2 separate regions of the Sus scrofa genome follow, and region 2 is linked to region 1. The links are chromatin contacts, called in public HiChIP or PLAC-seq maps. All regions are on one chromosome and are shown on one strand. Each heading gives the region's core, a stretch centred on a gene start, on an enhancer-like site or on the middle of the called end of the contact. The rest is flanking DNA. Distances are from core to core; before and after follow the strand shown.

What was found. HiChIP or PLAC-seq counts read pairs in DNA pulled down with a chosen protein or histone mark.
Region 2: an H3K27ac HiChIP or PLAC-seq map of skeletal muscle shows a contact between it and region 1. The contact joins the enhancer-like site here to the promoter of C7H6orf125 in region 1. A contact is called at or near these places in 4 of 5 promoter capture datasets (fetal liver, fetal skeletal muscle, liver and 1 more), 9 of 47 Hi-C or Micro-C datasets (embryonic fibroblasts, heart right ventricle, liver and 4 more) and 2 of 2 datasets of contacts at active chromatin or transcription factors (alveolar macrophages and skeletal muscle).

What each region holds. Positions count from the first base shown.
Region 1 is chr7:29,927,735-29,932,545 of Sscrofa11.1, reverse strand. C7H6orf125 reads left to right here and starts at 2,744. Exons shown (of 4, transcript NM_001243451.1): 1 at 2,744-2,897. The coding sequence starts at 2,760.
Region 2 is chr7:29,991,493-29,996,303 of Sscrofa11.1, reverse strand. LEMD2 (LEM domain-containing protein 2) reads left to right here. Exons shown (of 9, transcript XM_005665892.3): 1 at 1-143; 2 at 1,788-1,828. Among named protein-coding and RNA genes, the nearest start is that of LEMD2, 3.2 kb to the left of the region's middle. Within about 2 kb of position 2,498, at least 2 of the 83 cell types and tissues checked have an H3K27ac peak or open chromatin away from gene starts, as enhancers often do. A contact at or near this core is called in skeletal muscle, where this site is marked.

The DNA.
Region 1 (4,811 bases), core at 1,495-3,994:
AACCTCACTCTTGGACCACCAAGCCATGCAAGTCTGTAGTGGGGGGGAAGGGAGGTATGTAGGTTGATCAGGAAAAGGCTGTGCTGGGGAAGGAGAGCCTTAGAAGGAGACCCTGGGAGTTCCCATTGTGGCGCAGCGGTAACAAACCCACCTAGTACCCATGAGGATGCAGGTTTGATTCCTGGCCTTGCCCAGTGGGTTAAAGCTCCGGCGTTGCCACAAGCTGTGGTGTAGGTCTCGGACGTGGCTTGGATCCTATGTGGCTGTGGCTGTGGCTGTGGCTGTGGCCGGCAGCTGCCACTCCAATTCGATCTCTAGCCTGGGAACTTCTATATGCCCCATGTGCGGCCCTAAAAAGCAAAAAAAAAAAAAAGAAAGAAAAGGAGACCCTGGTTGTGGCTTCCCCTGCTCCAGCAGTTCTCAAACTCTCACTGTGCTTGTTCCTCAGTGGGGTGAAAACCCTCCCAGCACAGCTGGCGACCAGCCAGGTGCTCTTCCAAGCCACAGCTGTGGTGTGGCCTCAGGCAGAATGAGAAGGCCTCAGGGCACCCACCACAGTCAGCCCTAGGTGCCTGGTGCTTGATATTGATAGCAAATAAATTCTTGCCCTTTGGGTATCATCAAAACTGTGTGGTTATAGATATGTTATTGAGGAGTTCCCGTCGTGGTGCAGTGGTTAATGAATTCGACTAGGAACCATGAGGTTGCGGGTTGGATCCCTGGCCTTGCTCAGTGGGTTAAAGGATCCGGCATTGCCGTGAGCTGTGGTGTGGGTCGCAGATGCAGCTCGGATCTGGCGTTGCTGTGGCTGTGGTGCAGGCTGGGGGCTGCAGCTCCGATTAAACCCCTAGCCTGGGAACCTCCACATGCCATGGATGCAGCCCTAGAACAGGCCTGCCCACGTCTGAAATAAAATAAATAAATAAATAAAGTCCAAGCTGGTACTGCTCTTGCACAACCAGCCAATAAATCAAAACATGAGTTGCTGGGGCAAAGACCAGCCACTTTACTCTGAAAGCCAGCAGACTGAGAAGATGGCGGACTAGTGTCCCAAAGAACAACCTTCCCCAAGTTAGAATTCTGGCTTCTTTTGTACTGAAACAGGAAGGGATGTGGTTGGGTGCTGCAAACTTCTTGGTGCCAGAATCTTTTGTTCTTACAGATGTCCACAAGTGTCTGCTCACAATGTTCCCATAAACCTCCAAGACAACTCTCTGTTCTGCAACTTTTTAATCTCCATACGAGTGGGAAAGTGGTGCTATACCTTTAAAGGTTAGAGCCTTGAGAAACAGCTCTCCTGTACATTTCAGGCTCTAGGCAACATTCTTGCAGCAAAAGCAACAGAATACAAAGGTTAAAGTAAAACAGATTCAGTGTACATTACAAATACTGCAAATGGTGAGAGTGGTACAGGGAGAGGTACTGGTGGGTGGAGAATGCCGTGGGAGGGGGTCTTGAGTGCCTCATTTTCCAACCCCCCAACTCCCCTCAAGCAGGCATCACACATCCCTGTGTCCCCAGGTGTTCCCATTCATAGGTCTTTACCCTTAAGGACTTCAGACAGTTCAGAGCTATTCCCTGCTAAAACCACCCACTGATCTCTGTCCCCCCACTTCCTCTCTCTCCCAGTCGTGCCCCAAGCCTGGCTCTTGCTGCTCAAAGTCCCTCTCCCAAGCCCACTTTCAAAGCTTAACCATCCTCAAGGCCCAGCACAAATGCCATCTCCTTCAGAAGCAATCCCTGATCTTCCCCATTCCCCCAATCTCAACAGCTAGAAGGACTATTTCTTTCTCCAAACGCCTAGTATTCTTTAACACTTCCATTAAAGCCCTTGTCACTTCTAACATTGTATTTGGTTCTGAATTCACTCCCTGACTCAGGGCAGGAGTCTCCTGGAAACATACAAAGTAGACGGGTGGAGAGAAGGAAGAGATCTGGGGGAAGCCAAGCGCTGTGTGCATGGGATGGTCCTGTCTAAAGACAGGACAGTAAAGACGCAAAAGGAGGATGAGGCTTTCCTCAAGGAAAATCCGGAAGGTAGAGTTTTTGGGGTTTGTTTGTTTAAGAAAAGAAAAATCAGGATGCAGCTGGAACTGTATAAGAGCAAGCTTGGTAAAACAAGTTTTTTTCCAGGCTGCATCAACTCAAACAGACAAGTGGACGGCTTGGGGAGGGGGAGCTCAGAAGTGATACTAACAGGGGCTGGGGACACAGGGACAGGAGCGAGGAGCACTAAAGAAGGAATTGTGGCAGAGCACCAATCGTGGTACTGATAGGTACCGGGGCTTCGGGAAAGGGGCGCGGGCGGCGGCGGGGGGGGGGATGCTGCAAACCACGTGTGCTAGGATATTAAGTTCAAACATATCTTCATCGAATAACAACCTGTATTTACATGCAAATGTATCCGTTTATGCAAATCAGCAGAGGTCTCAGAGGAGGATTTTTAGTCTGGAGCTTGTGCATTCATTGAAAAAGAGAAGCAAAGCCGTCCCTGGGGGTACTCCACGCCTGACTTGCCCCTGGAAGACCGGCTGGTTCCAGAAGGACAAGAACTGAATTAGCTCGGCTCGCAGGGCAAGCGAGCAGCGCCCCCACCCGGAATGCGGCGAGCGCGGTGAAGGAGCGCATGCTCCCTCCCTCCTCCCTCTTCCCTCCTCCCTCCCGCGCCAGCTCCTCGGAAAGCCAGAGGTCCTTAGTGCGCAAACGCCTTCCGTCTGCGCCAACTCCTCCCTCGGGGGCGGGGACACGCGGGGCCCAAGATGGCGGCCAGCCGCTACCGGCGTTTTCTCAGGCTCTGTGAGGAATGGCCGCTGGACGAGACCAAACGGGGCCGGGACTTGGGCGCTTATCTGCGGCAGCGGGTAGCGCAGGCCTTTCGGGAGGGAGAGAACACCCAGGTGACACAGTGTGGGGACCGCCTGCGGCGGGAAGGCGTGGGGGGTAGGGGGGCAGGACAAGGCAGGGCGGGCCGGTGGCGGGCCCGGCGCATGCGCGCGCCGTTCCCTCGGCCACACGTGCGCGTGGACGGCTCCGTGCTCTTAACAACGTACCCCTCGGAGTTCTAGGACGCTTTTAAAAATCTGGAGACCTGGGTCGTTCGACCTACTCGAATCAGAGTGTGGGGCAGGCCTTGGCCTCAGTATTTTTAAAAGCTCTCCATGATTCTAGGCGCAGTACCTGTGGCAGTCTGTTCCTCCCCTGACACTACCGTACCTCACAGTGCTGTGTGGTGACCGATAGCCAAAGCCCTGTCCTCACCCCAGGCCCCTGCGTTTGAGTAGACCTGCGTTTTTGTGGTTTTTTTTTTTTCGGCTTTTGTGTTTTGAGGGCCGCACCTGTGGCATATGGAGGTTCCCAGACTAAGGGTCGAATCAGAGCTACAGCTGCTGGCCAACACCACAGCCACAGCAACGCCAGGTCCGAGCCGCGTCTGCCACCTCCACCACAGCTCATGGCAACGCCGGATCCTTAACCTACTGAGTGAGGCCAGGGAGCAAACCTTCGTCCTCATGGGTGCTAGTCATATTCAGTTGCCTCGTAAAAGACCCTAAGACTCCATGATAGGGTCTTAAAGACAGGCTCTGATTAGAAGGTGGATTTTATCATAAGACCATTGAGCTGGGAAGGTTTAGTCGGGGCCGATGTGACCTAATTTACTTTTTTTAAAGATCACTCTGGTTGTAGTAGTGAATGGATTATAGGGGGGCAAGAATAGAAGCAGTCAGCTGGAGAAGAGGTTACTCTGGCAGCCCAGGCAAGAAATGGTGGTGTGGATGCAGAAGGCAGCCCAGGAGAGGGAAGTGGCTGGATTGAGGTTGCCGTGGAAGGTTGCGGCCACAGGTTTCCCTGATACATTGGATGCAGGATAGAAGGAAAGGTGAACCAAGGGTCACACCTAGATTGTTTTGGCCTGAGCATCTGGGTGGAAGGTGGTGCCATTAACTGAGATGAGAAAGACTAGATGAGGAACAGGTGGGATGTGGGAAGAACATCTTGTGTTTGGTGTTAGACGTGTTGAACTTGAGATGCAGAGTGCTGTTACCTCTGAGTGGAAATGTCAAGTAGACAGTAGGATATTTGAGCCTGGGGCTCGGGTGAGAGGTCAGGCCTATGAGATAGCATATACACACATACACAGTCTGAGGAAGTGACTTTTGCAAAATTTGGCCACAGCTGTCAAAGTAGGAACATGGTCTTTTGCAACTTAGCTACACGGAGCCAAGCCAGCCCACCTAGTAGAGCAAGAACATGCCCAGTGGCATCATGGGGACAAGCACTGGGTGGGTGTTGGGATGGATGGAGTGTCTGACTAGGGCTGGGGAGGGTGTGGGGGTGTGTGACACCACACTGAGGCCTCACACTTCTTACAGTGCTCTTCACTGGCCCAAAGGATAAAGATTTTGCAGGCAAGAATCATAGCTAGTCCCAATCCTGTGAATCCCATAAGCCTTCTAGGGCTGTGCTCCCTATGTATTTCTGGTGCGAGCTTCCTGAAAATAGAGGTTGTTCCATTTTTATCTTTCTCCCCATAGTGTCTCACATAGTTCCTCACACATAAAAGACACTCAGTAAATGAATGGATGGTTACATAAATGATTGGTGGTGGCTCATGAGACAAAAATCATTTGAATATAGTTGCAGGTGTAGCAGAACTAGATGGAGAGAAGTTGCAAAGAGTGAGAAGGGGATATTTCTGTGTCCTGAGTGGTGAGAATGAATTTGCAGGCTTACTCACTGGGGAACTGCGGGAACTGCAGATGAGGGGCAGAACCTGGTCCTGATCACCAGGGAGCTCACGGGACTTACTCTGA
Region 2 (4,811 bases), core at 1,249-3,748, 64 kb before region 1:
CCGGCCCGAGGTGGGGCGGCGGCTGGAGCGCTGGCTGTCGCGGCTGCTGCTCTGGGCCAGCCTGGGGCTGCTGCTCGCCTTTCTGGGCATCCTCTGGGTGAAGATGGGCCAGCCCTCGGCGCCGCAGGAGGCGCGAGACAGCAGTACGTCCCTGGCCGGCGCAGGGGAGGGCCCTGGTCGCGCGCGTGCCCCCCGGGACGACCCGTCCTCAGCGCCAGGCCGCACACCCCACACCTGTCAGATGCCTGTTAACCTCCAGACTGTGGCTCTCCTTCCTCCAGCCGTGGGAGGAGTGACCAGGATCCCTGGATCCGCAGTCATTTCTGTCACCTTTCTCCTGTTCGCATTTTCTGTCCCAGCTCTGCCTACTAATCTCCCTTTCAACCACGTGCTGGAAGCACCCTTTCTGGAGTCACTTTTCCTTTTCCCTCTCCAGAGCCAACCCTCTAACACATCCCTCTAACAGATCCACCCGTCCCTGCTTAGTTCTTTGATCCCTTCTGTTTTCTTGCTCATTCACACATCAGCGCCCATTGGAAGGCACCTTACGTGTCACTACTCAGGGATAGATCTGGTTGGGGACCCCACTTTGCAGCACCAGAAAGGCTGCACGCTCTACTTCTTTGGACCACAGGACTCATTTGCCAAAAGGAGGTTATTCTAGCCCTGCCCATGAGACAGGTGTGGAAGAACCTTTGAAAGAGTTTACAGTGATGTACACGGTGGCATCTGTCATTGTTTGCAGCGCCCTCATGGAGTGTGCCAAAAGAGAGTCCTGCATCTCAAGGGTGTTCCCAGCCATGCCTCTGTCCACACTTACTGGATAAGACACACCAATAAGAAAGCTGTGGGGTACTCTATGCTAACCAATAGTTTAGGATTTGTGTGTTTCCTAAAAGGGAAATTTGCTTCTCCCATAATTCCGGGCTCTAGTTGAATAAGAAACAGCATAGAAGTGATTTCTTTACAAATTTGAGCATAAAGTGATTCTGTAGTTCACCAAGTCTTTGTAGAGAATGAACATGACTAATACCGTTCCCAGCCTTGAGCCCAGGCCCCCTCTTTGCCTGCCTGGCAGGAGCAGCCAAAATGCAGGGAAATGCTAAATTGTCTTTGCTGTTGCAGCAGGTGGATATTTGGATGGATGAGTAGGTCTGCGGACGCAGGGGTCCCAGACTTGTGCCCACATCCCAATAATTTCTTGACTGAGAGCAGTTTATCCACCTGCTGGAGGAATTAGACAGACCCAGGCGTGTTTCAGTGCTCACTGTACGCTGGTGATGTCGGAAAGCAGGCTATGGCCTCACTGCCGAGAGGCTCTAAGACACAGCTCCTGGGTGAACACTGGGCTCTGCCCTGACTTCTCCCATGATGGTATCGATGCCTGTGTAACGTAACATTGTTCACAACATCTAGAACCATCATGAATGTTGTCTTGTGTGAGGCTGAGTCTGAGTGAAGCAAGGAAGGCTTTAGTGAGCCCACGTTACGATGACGAGTCAGAGGTTCAGAGTGGTGGGTTAAGTGAGTCGTTGCCTGAGGTCCCTTTGCTGTTTTACTCCTGGGATTAGGACACAGACATCCTAATTCTAATCCAGGGCTTCAACCTCCTTACATTTTAGTGCCTGTGTTTTTTAAATACCTTACTTAAAAGACATCTTTCTAATCCCCATCGTTATATTGCTCATGTTTTACTTTCCCTGAATTTTGAGAGTGGTCCCTTTTTGTATCCTTTCTCACAATCCACACACTTTTAATTTCCTCTGTGCTTCTCTTCTTGGTCGCAGTGAAATTATTGCCAGTGGACTGTGAGAGAAAAACAGATGAGGTGAGTTTGTGTTTCTCTAGCTTTCATTATTCCTCCCAAAGATGTTGGCTTCCATCAGGAGGTAAACTGGCCCAGAAAGAGATCATAATGGGATCATTTTCAGGAGAGCTGCCTGTAATGTACCAGAATGGCATCATGTTCTGTGATGTTTGTGTCAGACTCAATTGTGGCAGTGAAGGAGCACTTGAAACGGAGAGGATTGAGCTCCTGAGCTCCAGCCCCGGGCTTGTTACCGGAGCTCTCCCATCAATCACGGTACTAAGGACTTTGATCTGCCTGAGCCGATGGGGAACTGAGTTGGATGCTGTAGGTTGTGGTTGAAGAACCTCTCAAGCCCCCTGGCTTCCAGAGAAAGGCTCGCAGCTTTTTAAGGTCAGGAGACCGGGGTCTCAATTGCGCAATCTCCGGTCGATGTCTGTGGCTCTGAAAATACTGTTCTGATTTGAAACGTCATCCGGGGCTTGTTTTAAACACATCTGAAGTGGAGTTAGCCCTCTTAGTCTATAGATTTGTTTTATGAAGCTTTAATGTTCCCTACAAATAATATTTGGGAAGGTGAGCAGTCCCATCCATTTATGAGTCATGAAAACAGCATTAGCGAGAAGCTGGGATGCTGGGACAGGTGGCAGTGTGGGGAAGATACGAGGCAGTAAATTTTCAGGTCGTAAATCCTACCAGGAGGAGTCTTGTGCTGCCAGAGGGCGTGACTTAGTGGTCTAAGTGTGCAGGTCACCAGGGGCTGGAGAGAAGCCACTTGAGGTTATTCCCAGGCCCATGCATGGACTCTTACCCACGTAACCAGGGGCCGTCCTGATGCAGACAGCCAGTTTTATTTCTCTTTGGCTTCTGCTGTGTCATATTTGGGGGTGTTTTTATTACATGTATTTATTGCGTGCATCCACCAGATATCTTGGCTTCCCTACTGTTTTGTAAAAACAGGTTCAGGGTAAGTATTAGCTGCCTTCTCAAAAAAACTGCAGTCGATGATTGAAGGAAGAGGCCCAGAAGCATGGCCAGGAGGGGAAAATAGAATTTTTGAAGACCGAAAACCAAAACAGGAAAAAAAAAAATGAAACTCTTCTGTAAGACTCTTCTGGTTTCTTTTATTTAGAGACGGGCTGTGTGCTTTCTGTTTCTTGGTCTCCCACACGTCTTAGTGTCGCCGGCCCAGGACCGCAGGACAGATTGGCCCGTGGCCCTCCCCTTGCTGGACGTGCTCGTGTCCCGCTAGCGACAGCGCGACGGGCACCCCGCTCAGCGCGCCGTCTGCATGCTTATAACCTCAGAGCCCGGCTCAGCGGAGTCTGGGCCACTGCAGGCGCCCATCAGCCGCCAGGCTGAGCTCTGGTGCTGAGCCGAGGTTCCAGGGGCACCTTGGCCTTCAGGGAGGGCGGACACAGGAACAGGCAGTGGGGAGGTGCTTCTTGACTTTGGTGATGTTCGTTCTTTGTGCCGCTCAAGCTCACCAGAGGGCATTTGAGTTCGAATATACGGGTCCTTCCCCTTCTCCGCCGTCTGTGACTCTTGGTTCTTTCCGGCTCAGTGCTGCCAACACCTCGGGGACAGCCCGGGAGTGGGTGCCGTTGTCTTAGTCAGGCTGTCTCCTCGTCCAGTCCCTTCTGTCCTGGAATCAGCCCTGCTTTGCCTAAACACCTGTGACTTTGGAACCTTAGTAATTGCTACCACTTTTTTCATGGTGGTGACAATGAGAGCTGTTTAATGTAGCAAGTTCTGAAAATGTGACAAAAATCACCCATGATTCTGCTGCTTGGAGATAAGAGCCATTATCATGTGGGGAATGTTTCCCTCCCATCTCCTCTCGCTGTGTCTGTGGAATCGGGACCTCTGTATGTTTAGCTGCAGTTAGCACGCAATTGTCACCTTTTCCCATATCGTCAAACATTCTTTAAAAATTGTTGGGGTGTTCCCATTGTGGTGCATCAGGAACAAATCTGACTAGTATCCATGAGGACGTAAGTTCGATCCCTGGCCTCACTCAGTGAGTGGGGGATCTGGCATTGCCGTGAGCTGTGGTGTGGTTCGCAGACTCGGCTCGGATCTGGCATTGCTGTGGCTGTGGTATAGGCCGGCAGCTGTAGCTTCAATTTGACCTCTAGCCTGGGAACTTCCATACGCTGCAAGTGTGGCCCTAAAAAGCAAAAAAAAAAAAAAAAAAAAAAAAAAAAAAAAAAAAGTTGGGGTTTCTGACTCACTAGTAGGCAGGTGAGTTGTTTCGGAACATTTATAGTCGTGTGCGTTACATTGTTTCATACCTGGTAGAGGCTTTAGGGTCTTCAGGTGACATGAGGGGACAAGTCTTGCCTCCGAGACTGTTTGAAACCAAATCAGATCAGGGCAACCAACAAGCCCTAGAAGGAAAGCGACTTTGGCTCCTTTGTAGGGGCAGAGCCTGGTCTAGAGTCGAGACCCTGGACTTTGGTGCAGGGCTCTGCCCCATGACCGCCCAGAGAGGCCTCAAGGGTAGAGGGCAGGTTGGGAGTCCACTGGCCGGCCTCTGTGTGGCTTTCCACTAAGGAGTGTGGGATCTTGGTGGCGCATGTAAGGTTTCTAAACCTCAGGCTCCTCGCTTGAGAGGTTGGGGTGCGGGTGCAGTGAGGGTTTTGTGAGGGTTCAGTGCCCGCGCATGTACAGACAGCTCAGCATGGCACCCGGCCTTTTCCAAATGTTACAAATCAAGTGAGGCAAGCAAAATGGCGTCACGTCTGCTCCAGGTGCTGGAGCAGAAGATACACAGATTTTCTCAACAGATGACATTTTCTCCCTGCAGTTTCAAGATTTCCTTGAGGGAGTTCCCGTCGTGGCGCAGTGGTTAACGAATCCGACTAGGAACCATGAGGTTGCGGGTTCGATCCCTGGCCTTTCTCAGTGGGTTAAGGATCCGGCATTGCCGTGAGCTGTGGTGTAGGTTGCAGATGTGGCTTGGATCCCGAGTTGCTGTGGCTCTAGTGTAGGCCGGTGGCTA